5 separate regions of the Mus musculus genome follow, and all the other regions are linked to region 1. The links are chromatin contacts, called in public HiChIP or PLAC-seq and promoter capture Hi-C maps. All regions are on one chromosome and are shown on one strand. Each heading gives the region's core, a stretch centred on a gene start, on an enhancer-like site or on the middle of the called end of the contact. The rest is flanking DNA. Distances are from core to core; before and after follow the strand shown.

The links. Promoter capture Hi-C pulls out the DNA fragments that hold promoters and counts their contacts. HiChIP or PLAC-seq counts read pairs in DNA pulled down with a chosen protein or histone mark.
Region 2: a contact with region 1 is called in a FOXA1 HiChIP or PLAC-seq map of pancreatic cancer cells. The contact joins the promoter of Kank3 here to the promoter of Akap8l in region 1. A contact is called at or near these places in 3 of 39 promoter capture datasets (the 3T3-L1 cell line, hippocampal neurons and pre-B cells), 4 of 115 datasets of contacts at active chromatin or transcription factors (astrocytes, embryonic forebrain, embryonic stem cells and 1 more) and 2 of 9 other capture datasets (adipose tissue and liver).
Region 3: a contact with region 1 is called in a promoter capture Hi-C map of liver, with 3 times the contacts expected there. The contact joins the enhancer-like site here to the promoter of Akap8l in region 1. A contact is called at or near these places in 3 of 39 promoter capture datasets (the 3T3-L1 cell line, hippocampal neurons and liver) and 3 of 115 datasets of contacts at active chromatin or transcription factors (astrocytes, embryonic forebrain and forebrain).
Region 4: an H3K27ac HiChIP or PLAC-seq map of microglia shows a contact between it and region 1, with 4 times the contacts expected there. The contact joins the promoter of Zfp414 here to the promoter of Akap8l in region 1. A contact is called at or near these places in 1 of 39 promoter capture datasets (hippocampal neurons) and 3 of 115 datasets of contacts at active chromatin or transcription factors (embryonic forebrain, embryonic midbrain and microglia).
Region 5: a promoter capture Hi-C map of liver shows a contact between it and region 1, with 2.8 times the contacts expected there. The contact joins the promoter of Zfp101 here to the promoter of Akap8l in region 1. A contact is called at or near these places in 4 of 39 promoter capture datasets (embryonic stem cells, hippocampal neurons, liver and 1 more).

The regions. Positions count from the first base shown.
Region 1 is chr17:32,349,319-32,351,849 of GRCm38.p6, forward strand. It overlaps Akap8l (A kinase (PRKA) anchor protein 8-like), which reads right to left and starts at 1,259. Exons shown (of 14, transcript NM_017476.2): 1 at 1,169-1,259. The coding sequence starts at 1,181.
Region 2 is chr17:33,809,256-33,811,786 of GRCm38.p6, forward strand. Kank3 (KN motif and ankyrin repeat domains 3) reads left to right here and starts at 1,268. Exons shown (of 11, transcript NM_030697.3): 1 at 1,268-1,310.
Region 3 is chr17:33,665,758-33,668,288 of GRCm38.p6, forward strand. Hnrnpm (heterogeneous nuclear ribonucleoprotein M) reads right to left here. Exons shown (of 16, transcript NM_029804.3): 6 at 737-928. Among named protein-coding and RNA genes, the nearest start is that of Hnrnpm, 18 kb to the right of the region's middle. Within about 2 kb of position 1,269, at least 4 of the 459 cell types and tissues checked have an H3K27ac peak or open chromatin away from gene starts, as enhancers often do. A contact at or near this core is called in liver, where this site is marked.
Region 4 is chr17:33,627,833-33,630,363 of GRCm38.p6, forward strand. It overlaps Zfp414 (zinc finger protein 414), which reads left to right and starts at 1,260. Exons shown (of 6, transcript NM_026712.3): 1 at 1,260-1,384; 2 at 1,965-2,247. The coding sequence starts at 1,382.
Region 5 is chr17:33,393,376-33,395,906 of GRCm38.p6, forward strand. Zfp101 (zinc finger protein 101) reads right to left here and starts at 1,262. Exons shown (of 4, transcript NM_009542.2): 1 at 1,113-1,262. The coding sequence starts at 1,133.

The sequences.
Region 1 (2,531 bases), core at 9-2,508:
CAAGGTTCTTGGCAAGCATTTGACCCAGGGGCTTAGGAGGACTGGCATAAAGCTCAGGTTCCATTGAAAGCCTTAAACATTCCAAACAGAATGTGGGTTATCCAGCAACCACTTAAGTTCAAGCCTGAAATACCTCCAGTAAAGTGGGAGGCACTGTCTGTGGCACTGACTGATAAGTTTCATTGGCAAACCCAGGGAGCCTTGGCAACTAACTCACTCAAGAATGATTCTACAGTCACTCAAGCATATTCCACACCCCTCACCATGCTCCTCACCCACCTTCCTCTTTGCTCAAATATCACTGATCTAAGTAGGTAGGCGGTTCCAGCCCAGTATGTTTTACAGCGACAGCTATCTTTACTCTTTCCTATTTTGCTTACATCTCTTCTTAAACGTCACCCTTCCCAGAGGCTTCAAAGCTCTCCGTGTAATGGCTGAATCTCTTCAGGATACCCAAGACCCAAAATAATATATTTATTGTATTTTGTCTGTCCTCGCCTATAAGATGCTTAAGAAATTCTTGTCAGCATTCAGTGTCTATTCAGCACCTGATTCGGTAAGTTGAGTGGAAAGTAGTCATTCGTCACCAGGGTTCAAGCTTGCTCTCTAAAGCTCCCTGCAACGGTTCAGAGCCTTCATATAGATTTACAGATTCTCACCGCCCCCTGGGGGAGTGAGGTAGGGGAGGTTGGCTCTCCCCCCCTCCCGCTTTATACCAGATGAAGTGGGGGGAGTGCCATGAGTAAGGGTCTGCGACGTTTTGCACAGAAACTGCTCAAGGGAGGCAATGGCGACAGCAGCCGCCCCAACGGACTGATCTCAGAAGCTCAGGCCTGAGAAGCGACGTCTTAGACGTGGGTGTCCGTGGGGCACTAGCCAGGGAATGACGAACGGAGGTGCGGGAAGCCTGAACCTAACGTTGAGGCCCAAGACCTACGGTCACAGAAGACACAAGCAAATCCTTGAGTAGCCAGGAGAGTCCAAGATGCCCGGCTGAGGTCAGTGAGAGCCGAAGCTTGAGGGATGCGACCCCGAAGGGAAGAGCCTAAGACGCCATTTTGTGACCACAGAGGGCAATGACCACGACACTACAAGAGGAGATCCTAGCATGACTCAGCCCGTCCTGACGCCCCGGCCCAGAGCGCTGCCTTCACCCTGTTGGGCCTACCTGTGTAGCTCATGGCCGCAGAGAACACCCGAGCCGTGGACACAGACCGCTACTCTGCGCGTCTGACGCCACAACAATCCCTGGGGTCCTTCCACACACGCTCCAGCCCCGCCTCCTTATCTCATTGGCTTCTGCAAACCTCGGACTTCACGCCTATTGGTTTCGCTACCTGTCTATTTTTACACCTCTTCGTGACAGTGGTTGGAGATACTGCCAACCCCCGACGACCCCGCCTTACTCTCCGCCTCCTGTTAACAAAAACCTGCGCCAATAGGCCAAGGGGAGAAGATGGAAAGGTTCGAAGGGGCGGAGCTGCATGCAACCTAGAGGTCCGAGCCCACGCGTGTGCTCGCCTGGTGTGTGCGAGCGAGACACTTGCCAGCGTGAGCAGAGACGACCGTCTTGCGCCCCGCCACTGAAATGAAGTCAAGAATGGTAAAGCCATGTTGAAAGGAGAAAATTAGTATCTAACTGCTAAACAAGGTCCTGACAAACGTTATGTGAGATAACGTTAAAACAAACGAAGAAGGCCATGTGTAGTAGCTGACTTCTGTAACCCCAGAATACCGGAGCCTGAGACAGAATGACTCGAGTTTGAGGTCAGATTATACTATATGAATTCTAAGCCACTCTGGGTTCCAGTGAGTCCCCGTTTCAAGGAGGGGTAAAGAATTAGGGCCAGTTTCACAAAGTAAATAGTAAATATTATTTTCTTATTAATCGTTACATAACAATTAATAGTGTTTGTAAGGATATAGCTTGGTGGAAAAACATTTTATCCTAGCATGTACAGAAGGCCTTATGTGAGCTCTCCAACTGCAAAATAAAGATGCTTTTGAAAATTTTATGTGTATTAGTGTTTTGCTTGCGCGTGTCTGTGTGAGGGTGTCAGATCACCTGAACTGGAGTTTCAGACAGCCCTGAGCTGCCATGAAGGTACTGGGAATTGAACCTGGGTCCTCTGGGAAAACAGCTAGTGCTCTTAACTGCTGAGCCATCTCTCCTGCCTCTCAAAAACCACTTTAAAAATAACTGTTTATGTGTATGCTATTTGTTATACAAGTAGTATATCTCAATGTATCATATATTATTGCAAATGCTTGACATAAGAACCTATGTTCAATGCTCAGCTCCACAAAACGAAAAATGTAACCCAGTACCAGCCTTGTTCTAAGCACTATGCCTGGCTCCTCCTGGCTGTGTGGAAAGTCACCATGGGAGGTATCCTTGGAAGAACCCTAAAAATAAAACAATGGATAAACTACAGCAAGCTCTGCTTCTATGATTCATGTACCTTCTTATGGTTTTGAGAAATGTTAAAGTAGGTGTTCTATTGGTATTAAGGAATGTTTATCAATTCTTT
Region 2 (2,531 bases), core at 18-2,517, 1.5 Mb after region 1:
GTATGTATGTGCATAGGTTGATGTATATAGCACACTATGGAGATCTGAAGACAACTTGTAGGAGTTGGGTCTTTCTTTGCATTACATGGTCCTAGGGATGAAACACAGATCGTCAAGTTTGGCAGCAAGAACCTTTACATGCTAAGTCATCTCACTGACCTTCACAAATGTAATTTTAATTTATTTCTGTGACAATTTTTTGATCTATAATCTCAGTATGTTTATAAGTACACCTGTATGTGTCTATTATATTTACATTATTTTCATCTGTCTATCTGTCTCTGTCTGTCTGTCTTCCTACCTATCTATTGTGATAGGTGCGCTAGACAAGTTCTGTACCATTGAGTTAGATATCTCCAGTAGAGCAGACATTTATTAAGTAACTAGTGTATGCCTGAGGCAGTGGATAAAAAGTTTCCTGATCCTAAAATGTCTAGTAGGGGTGATGATAGTAACCTTGCCTTTCTACTAATGAAAATTGCTATTTAGTTAATAAACCATTGCTATGGCAATGATAATGACTAGGGAAAGGCTGTGCTAAGGATTCTGTTTGTTTTTTGTTTTGTTTTCTTGTGGCACATAGATTTCAGGGGCACATAGATTGAACACTTAGAAATATAGGAAAGTATCACATATAGATAATATTTCTTTTTTTTTTTTTTTTTTTTTAAAGATTTATTTATTTATTATATGTAAGTACACTGTAGCTGTCTTCAGACACTCCAGAAGAGGGCATCAGATCTTGTTACAGATGGTTGTGAGCCACCATGTGGTTGCTGGGATTTGAACTCCGGACCTTCGGAAGAGCAGTCGGGTGCTCTTACCCACTGAGCCATCTCACCAGCCCCCAGATAATATTTCTTAAAGTGGCACAATATATGCAAAGTTCCTGCGGTGGACAAGATCCAGGCTCTTACGACTTCAACAAGACAGTAGGAATTAAACTCGTTATATAAATCCCATTAGAATAGTTTGCTTAGATTTTTCCTGTAGCTCCCTACTGTCCTGTGAATGAAACCTCTTTTCTTACTCCTGAACCAGGCAGGATTTAGAGGTAGCTGGCTGAGCAGCATCCCACTGCCCTGCTCTGATCTTCTCAGATTCTACTGTAGGCCCGCCCTCAGGCGGGTCCCCACCCTGCCCCCGCCCAGATGGCTCACTCTGTCTTACAATTGGATAGTTCGGTTAGATTCGTGCTCTGGTTGGCTGAAAAAGCCGTCAGTTAGGGGTGAAAGCCTTGATAACCCGTGCGGAGCTTCGAGGGGGCGGGCTCGGGTGCGGTGCGGGCGCTGCCGGGGCTTCTCATTCAGGTAAAGTCAACCACGCGAGTCCTGGAGGGGAACAGTGGACCCAAGTGTCCGGGAGGGGTGTGATGCTTTTAGCCCCCTTCTATGGGTTCTGTGCGTTGCAACGGGGTGGGCGCCGTGTCCTGTAATGGTGACCATTTGGACATTGGGAGCCTCAGGTGGTTTAAAGCCGACCGGAGAGGGGGGACCCTAGATTATTAGGCAGATCGCCACCACATGGCCATCCAGGACCTAACCAGAGGAACTTGTGCGCATTTTAGTCTCCTAGATGCCTTAGGGGACCCTTCCCCAGAGTTGGCTTGAAGACCTGGGAATGGGTTTCTTGCAGTGGGGTGGAGTGGGCGGATGGTACGGAAACGGTGTTGGAGGGAGGAACGGATGTCCCCCACTCCCCGGACCTACTGACAATAGCAGCGGATGGAACCGCCCAGCGGTTTTTCCTGTAGGAAACTGCCCTGTCTTTTCTAAGCGGACTTGGTTCTGTATGTTTGGGGAGGTGTGTGTGTGTGTGTGTGTGTGTGATGATTCAAGGACCCCTTGTCCTGCCATCATCTAGCTCTTTCCCCCATCCTGCGTTTGAGAATCCTATCCCAACATGAAGGGCTCCCACCTAGAGCCTTATCAGTAAGACATAACTTCTTCAGGACCTCGGGTATGCATGCTCTGTGTCCTGTCCTTCAGGTTTCCTGATGACAGCTCTCCTGATCACAGCTCTCTAGACTGATCGCAGCTCTGTGTCCCGAAATAGTCCCAGGGCTGGGTGTGGGGGCGTGTGGCTTCAGCTCTGACAGCCTAATGAGGGGGTCTCAGGCAGGGGATCCGGATTTAACTTTGATAGCCAGGCAGTGTGGGAGATATGAGGGCAGCTACACGCCCTACTCCGGGAGGCATTGGCTTGTGTAGCAGTCTAATGTTGGCTTGCCCCACCACACTCCTTACTCCCAAGGCTGGAACTGACAGCTGTGAGCTGGGAGGGTGATATGTGGCCTGGGTTCCCTGCAGTTTCTAGGGGAGCAAAAGGGAATCTTTCCAAAAGCGCCTATTATCCTAGTTACCTGAGAGGTCCAGGTAGGATGATTAAAAGTTGAAGGCGCCGGGCGTGGTGGCGCATGCCTTTAATCCCAGCACAGGCAGAGGCAGGCAGATTTCTGAGTTCGAGGGCAGCCTGGTCTACAAAGTGAGTTCCAGGACAGCCAGGGCTATAAAGAGAAACGCTGTCTCGAA
Region 3 (2,531 bases), core at 19-2,518, 1.3 Mb after region 1:
TGAATTTTTAAATAGGACTGCAAAACTGGGCCTTAACTCTGCTATTTATTGCCTCTCTTCTTAAATGGAACAGAATAAGTCTCCTCACATTTAACAAGCTTTCCCCCTCATACTTAAAAAAGTCAGCAGGATGGTGGTGGTACCTGCCTTTAATCTCAGCACAGAGAAGGCAAAGGCAGGTAGATCTCTTGAGCCAAAGGCCCACCAATGCAACACCACTGAGAAACTGTCTTGAAAATCCCAAAAAGTCACTCTCCTTTTAAGTCTTTCCCCCCTTTTAACTTGTGAACCCACTCAGTTCTAAAAGTATTTGTCCTTGCAGAGAATAAAAATATCACCATTTACTCTAGATACAAAAAAAATGTGAAAATATTGATGGTCTATCCATTCTTCCCTTTACCTAAATAAACCCCAATTAAGGACGCGTACCCAGCTACTGCCTCTGTAGCATCAGAAAGCCTTAGGAAACAAGACCCTAATAGGACTGAGGTGAATCCTGAAGCCACAAATGCAGTGGTCACAAGAACAAAGTAGAAGGCCTACTTAAAATGAAAACAAGCTATCTACCATAAGTCTAACTTAAATTACTCGTATAACAGTGATACAATCAATATAAAGTGTTTTGTACATTTTTCTAATTTGTTTTCATTTTATTTAAAATTAAATGCACACTATTTTCACATTATTTCCGTCCCTCCCTATTTTTCTATTTTAGAGAATGTTCCCATTTACTTACATTTGCTACAAATACTGTGCTTCCAAGTCTTCCAGCCTGTAATGCATGGATAATCTCATTTGGGATGTTAGGATTATTTAGGATACTGGGTGGGATATTAATCATTCCTGGGCCACCTGGTCCCATACCCATCCCACCAGTCGTAGCCATCACCTTTTGCATTGCTCTCCTTGCATGTTCACCATCAGGATCCTGAAAAAAGCATAAAGCGTTACAGCTAGAAGTAGGTCAGAAGTAGGCTTGCAGAAACTAGTGGAACTGCTGCCTTCACCACTACAGAGGCTCTCGTCTGCTGAGGTGCAGCTCAGTGATAGAGTTTCTGCCTAGTATTCCTAAGTACAATCCCTACCCCCAATCATTAAACAAATAAAATAAAAAAGGCTCCCAGTAAAGCACAGTAGCAGTGGTGGTAAAGGTCTGTAACCTTAATTCTCAGGATTGCTACAGCAGCTCAAGGTCAAAGCTGAAGTAAAAAGCTTCAGGGAGGGCTCTGTCACAGTCCAGTCTGGTACCTCTTGCTGTGTACTCGAAGTCTGTCTTTGGATACGACTTAGAGTGGCAGACCTTATCATACGGCACAGTATACACCAGCCACTCCCATTACCAACACCAAAAAAAGCAAACAAAAATCTGCAGACCAACAGACAGTTTGAAAGGTATTTCTCTAATTATTAACAAATGAAATAAACCACAGCAACAAGAAGAGTTCTAGGAAGAGCAACAGTTCAGAAACAAAAAGCATAAAACTAAAAATCTAAAAACAATCTTCAATTTTAACTAAAATGAACGGGTAAGGGATAAAGGATTGGCTGACCAGAGTTAAAAATGCCAGATTGAAACAAGATCTTCATGGGCATGACTCTTACTAATTAGTGTTACTTATGTAAAACTCATCAATGATTTTTCACAAAGTCTTAAATCATCATTCTATAATCCAAGGTTCCCTAAACCCTTCAAGGGCACCAGTGTTGGCATTCAAGTACAGTCAATGCTGTGTATCAGTACCTGAACAGACTTATGGAAATTTGATGCTGGCATGACTATCTATCTTACTCTTATCTGTGTCTATGTGTCCATATAGAGGTATACAGCACATGTACGTGCACTGTGTATTTCCTGCTTGAGTGCTGGAAATCAAATGCAGATCCTCTCTGGAAAAGCAAAAAGCACTCCCAACCACTGAGCCATCTTTACAGCGTGACCCAATTCCTGAAGCCTGCCTCTTCAATTTACCATTAACACGTAAGAACTGACTTATACCTGACCATGCTTTCCTCAGAGTCTCAAATATGCTGTATTCTTCCAAAAGGAAAAGGTCTAAAAGAGCTGCCTTTAATCTACACACTCAGGCAGCTAAGGCAGGAGGATCATGAGTTATAAATTACCCTGGGATACACAGCAAAGAACTAATTTCAGATATTTTAACACTGTTCCCCAAATACACACACAGTCAAGGAGGCAAATAATATTTGGCAGTTAATAAAATATCCTTCTATAGAAAAAAAAAGTATAGTGGCAATCTTGTAGGCACAAAGCCCTGGGTTCAATCTTTTCCGCCACCACCACAAAAACAAACAATGAAACAAATAAAAACCCCATGGTTTGGATTTAATAAAGATGAATACATTCATTTTATAAAATTCAAAGAGGGATAAGATGGCTCAGCAGGTAAATAAATAAGCATTAATACCCGAGCTCAGATCCTCAGTCACCCAAGGGGGGAAAAAAAAAAAGCTGGGGTTGTGGGGCACGCACATCTAGGAAGGGAATGGGAAAGCAATCCACTGGCCCACCA
Region 4 (2,531 bases), core at 10-2,509, 1.3 Mb after region 1:
CCCTGTCTCGAAAAAACAAAACAAAAGAAAGAAAGAAAGAAAGAAAGAAAGAAAGAAAGAAAGAAAGAAAGAAAGGAAGGAAGAAAGGAAGCCCTACAGGACTCACCCAAGTTCTCTTTCTGACCTCCATACCAACATCTTTATTCTGTTTCAATAGTGCAGAGGTCTCGCCCTTGCTTACGAAAGGGGAGCTTGCTCTTTGCCAGCTCAGGACATCTGCGCCAGCTTGCTGTAGTGCTCTGCTTCTGTAGGCATCAAGGCACAGCTCAAGTCACCCCCTTAGACAGGCTTCCCTGACTCCTCATTTCACATCAGTTTTGTTTGTTTTCTTATCTCCTAGGATAGATCCAAGATCATTTTTCTGCTGTTGTTGATTTATTGTCTCTCCATTTTCTTGGTTGACTAGAGACTCCCAAGAGCAGTACTAAGTTCCTGGCACATAGGATGCACTTAAGGAAAGTAGGGTGGGCAGGCGACCTCTCAGTAGTAGTGCACTTGGGATTCATTTTCACACCTCTCGACCTGTGGAATTTGCTTGTTCCTGAAGATCCATTAGTTAGAGTGTTTCTCACATTGGGCTATTACAACAGATTCGTACTTGCTGCACACTGGATGTGCTGAAAATTTTATGGTGCTTGCTAGGAAGATGGGTCTGTGCAGACACAAGGGACCAGGGTTCAAACCCACAATCATGTAAATGAGAAAGAGTTTGGATCTCTAGCCCTCCCTGTGAGGCATAGCAGCTTCCTGTAATCAGGGCCCTTTGGAGGTGGACACAGGAATCTTCTGACAAGTAAGTTAGCTAGCTAGGTGGGAACTGGTGAGCTCCAACTTCAGTGAGAGATGTTGCCTCAGTGAATGAAGTGGAGAGCAATGAAGGAAGACAATGTCTACCTTGGACCTCCGCTCTTACCTGCTCACATCTGTGCATATACATATTCATTTGTACGTGTATGTGTACAGAGCTAAGGATGTGGCTTGCTTTGTAGAGAGTTTGCCTAGCATATATGAAAACTCTGGGTTTGATACTCAGTACCACCTAAAACCTGGTGTATTGGCATCTAAGTTCAAGGTCAACTTCTGTGTAAGGCCAACCTGGGCTATAAAAGTGGGGAGGGGAAGAGCTTTTGTCAGTTTTCTCTGAAATTTAAGACCAATCAAAAGCAGACCTTCTCTGTTTCTGTATAAGAGCTGCAGTGTAGTCTCAGGCCCCTCCTTCTAGAGAAGCGCCCAGAATTAGGCCACACCCCATGTCTCGCGAGATCTGAGAAGCGGGAAAATGGCGCCGATGTGAGCGAGAGACCGTGTCGCCGAGGAAGACGCCCCTGCTGGAGCCAGAGCCTCCGAAGGCACGGGAACCAGAGGTGTAACTGAGTAGAGGATGGTGAGCGCAGCACCCCGCACGCGGACGCGGAAGAGCAGCGGGACTGACAGGGAACGGTCCTGCCGCGCGCCCCCCTCCAGCTGACCCCGCCCCCACATCCGGGTCCCCGCCCGCCTCTGACTGTCACTTAGCTTTCGTCCAGCCCTGAAGGCCGGGCCACACCCACTCTCCTAGAGTTCAGTCCCTAAATTTAACACGTATTGGCTCAGAGCGTCTATCTGCTCAGCTCTAGCTTAGCCAGTATTCCCCATCATCACACGATCCACTGTAGGCCCTCCAGCATTTCCTAGTTGCTCCTCTAGGCCACACCTCCGCCCCTAGTGCCTCTCCTGCCAAAATTGAGGAAGGGATGTTAATGCTGCTTTTTTATGCATAATCCCTGATAACTCCTGCAATTGGAATTAGGAGACAGTAGCTCGGTCTGCCCTTATCTCCCGTATCTTGCTGGTGACTCAGAAAGTGGAATGACTGGGTAATATCTGGTGAGTGTTGAAGGAGTCTGTCTTGTGGACCTTTGTAGTAGAAGGGCATCTGTCTGACCTAGGGATCCCAGCCTGATTTTAGCCACTTCTTGCACCAGGAGGAACCATCCAGGCCCAGCTCGGACACGCTGACCACTGTAGAATCCAGCTCCGGTGAGCCAGACAAGGAGGTGGCATCTCCAGATGGGGCAGCTCCAGCCACTTTTTCCTCCGTGGAGGAGCCCAGCCCTAACCCAACAGCCATGCCACCAGTGTGGGACCATGGAGGACCTCTGCAGCAAGTTGCCTATCCAGCCTCAGACAGTTGCCAGACTGGCTCAACCAACACAGGCGTGGGGACCAATGAGGACCTTCGGTTGCCCAGACGCCGTCCACCGCCAGGTTATCTGTGGACCTTTCTGGGGAGTCACATGCCTTTGATAGGGCTGAGATGGTGCAAGACAAGGAATCACCTTTTATCCCATTGCGGGGGTGGGGGGGTGGGGTGGGGGGTGGTCTTCACCATTTACTGAGCACCTTGTCAATATGTCAGGTGTGGCTCCAGAGATGAACTAAACCAATCCAGCCCTTCCGGGCAGTTTATTCTGACAGTGGCTGGGTGGGGAGTAATCAAGGCTTTTGGGTAGGTCAGTAAGGAAGAGAGTAATGACACCCATTCGTTCCTG
Region 5 (2,531 bases), core at 12-2,511, 1.0 Mb after region 1:
AGAAATGAGTCAACAGGCAAAAGCAGTCGTCAAGCATGCGTTGTGACCTGTGTTTGATCCCTGAACCCAGGGAATGGACAGGAGAACCAACTCCAACCCCACAAGGGAGTCCTTTGACCTGCACAGTATATACTATGGCACGGGAGCCCAAAGATTGGCTCACCACACATGAACAACACTAATAAAATTTGAAATGTTTTGTGCACTCAAACCAACTCTCAAAAAAATACCTCATCCAGAAGATAGAAGACACGTATGTTTTTCTCCCAGATGGCCCCTGTCCACACTTTCCCTAGTCGCAAATTACACTGTCTAGAAAAACGATTTACATAAGGGCAAAGGAAACAACCGAAGATGTTAATATTTTTCTAGAGGACTGTAATCTTGGTAAATACTAATTAAGGAGCCCACCTTGTAGGGCATGATGGTGCTCGCATCTAAACTGCAGTTCTCAGGAAGCAGAAGCAGGCAGATCTCTTGAGTTCAAGGTAGGCCTGGTCTACGTAATGAGTTCCAAGAAAGGAAAGAAGACAAACAAACACACATTACAGGCAGAGGCAGGAGAATCTCTGAGTTCGAAGCCAGCCTGGTCTACCAAGTGAGTTCCAGGGTAGCCAGGGCTACTGAGAAACCCTGTCTGAAAAACAAAGAAATCAACCAATCAAAAACTCACCAGCACCACTGCCACCAAAAGCACATTACATATTCCTTCTCTTTGGAGAAGCAGCCTAGAGCAAAACTAATACAAAATCAAGGAGACCTCAGAAAACAATAAAGCAGGCCAAACGCAAGTGCAAGGTCAGACCAGCAGTAACGCTCAACACCCACGTCCTTTCACTACACTGACCAGACCGCATCACCAACCCGTGAGCGCTGCAAAGTCTGCAGGGTGCAGGACCACCGAGCTCATTCCCCATGATAGCCAAGGGACTGGGATAAAGCAGTTTTACAGCGACAGGGCAGGAGGAGCCTCCGACTCCTGGCTCCGCCGGTGCCAAGCTCCACCTCGAACTGCAGCACAGCGCCAGAGGAACGTCGGGTCGGCGGTGCCAAGCTGCGCCAGGCTACGTCAAAGCCGCGGCCCACGACTCCGGGAGCAACCGTGTACTCACCATTTCCAGCTTCGGACGCATGCGGGGGTCCTTCGGAAGAGCCTGCCGACAAAATAGGTGGCACTGACTGAAACCAGCTGTCACAACACCTCACAAAAGCTACACGGGATTCAAAAATGGAGCCAGGGGCAGAAACTTCAGAACATCCGTGTTCCTCATTTGACAGTTCCAGCAAGGAAGTAACAGCGGCTCTGATTGGCGAAAGATGCTGGACCCGCCTTCTTATTCGTGAGTAGCAGGATCAACAACCTCTCCCATACTTGACGCAAATGGGGAAAAAAAAAAAAAAAAAAAAGATAGAGCAACACCCAATCTTAACCCAGACGTTCCGTTTGGAGTAAATATGTGGGATCCTTGCATTTAAGCACGACGCCTTCTGGGATTTTAGTGCACGCACTCGCTTTGTCGTGTACTCAGTGGGCTTCTACTGTTTCACATAAAATAGCGCTACAGATTGGCTCTGGACATCCCAGACTCAGTGTAGGGAAAGGAAAACCCATGACCCCAAACAGAGAAGGTTACCCGGTCAGGAGAGGACAGTGCCAATAATGAGTGCCAACTTAAGAATCTGAGATGAGGCAAATGGACTTTTGCACCTATATTTTTTGAAAGTTAAGATTTAAAATGTTGATTGAGCCCCAGGTTTGAAAGAAACCTGTACAAATATGTTAAAGCTTTGTCTGAAGAAATAATATTTTAAAACACGTTTGATAAAGACATATGCTTTTGCAAATGTCTCTTCTTACAGGCTTTACTTGGACTACTTCTGGGTATTGAACATTATTACTATAAACCAAGCCAAGAGCAGAAAGCAACATATATGAATTAATAATGTAAATAGAAAAAAACTTGTAAGCAAAGAAGAGGCTTTCGCTCCGGTACTGGTTGGCCTTTTGTCGACTTGATGTTAGTGGGGGTCATCTGAGAGAAGGGAACTCAACTTAGAAATGCCTCCATTAGATTGGCTATAGGCAAGACTGTAGAATATTTTTGGATTAAAGAATGATGTGTGTGTGTGGGGGGGGGGGGGTTTCCAATCTACTGTATTAATGCATACTTAGGTAGATAGGCCTAGGCTGTATAAAAAGGGAGAGTGAACATGCAGTATTTCCCCATGACCTCTACTTCAGTTCCCACCTCCAAATTTCTTCTTGAGTCCTGTGATGATTATTTTTCTGGTTGTCAACTTGACTCTGTTAGTCATGAAATCAAATCTGGGAATGGAGGACATACCTGTGAGAACTTTTTGCTTGCTTTGGAGTCGGTGATTCTGCTTCAGGTCTGGACCTTTGAGGTAGGGAGTCCCAGGCCTTTGAACCAAACCTTGAATCAGCTCTAATCTAGGCTACAGGCTTTGCTAGAGCTGGACGAGGAAGCTTCTGCTCCTGCCTGCTTGCCCTAGCCTTGCTAGCATGTCCA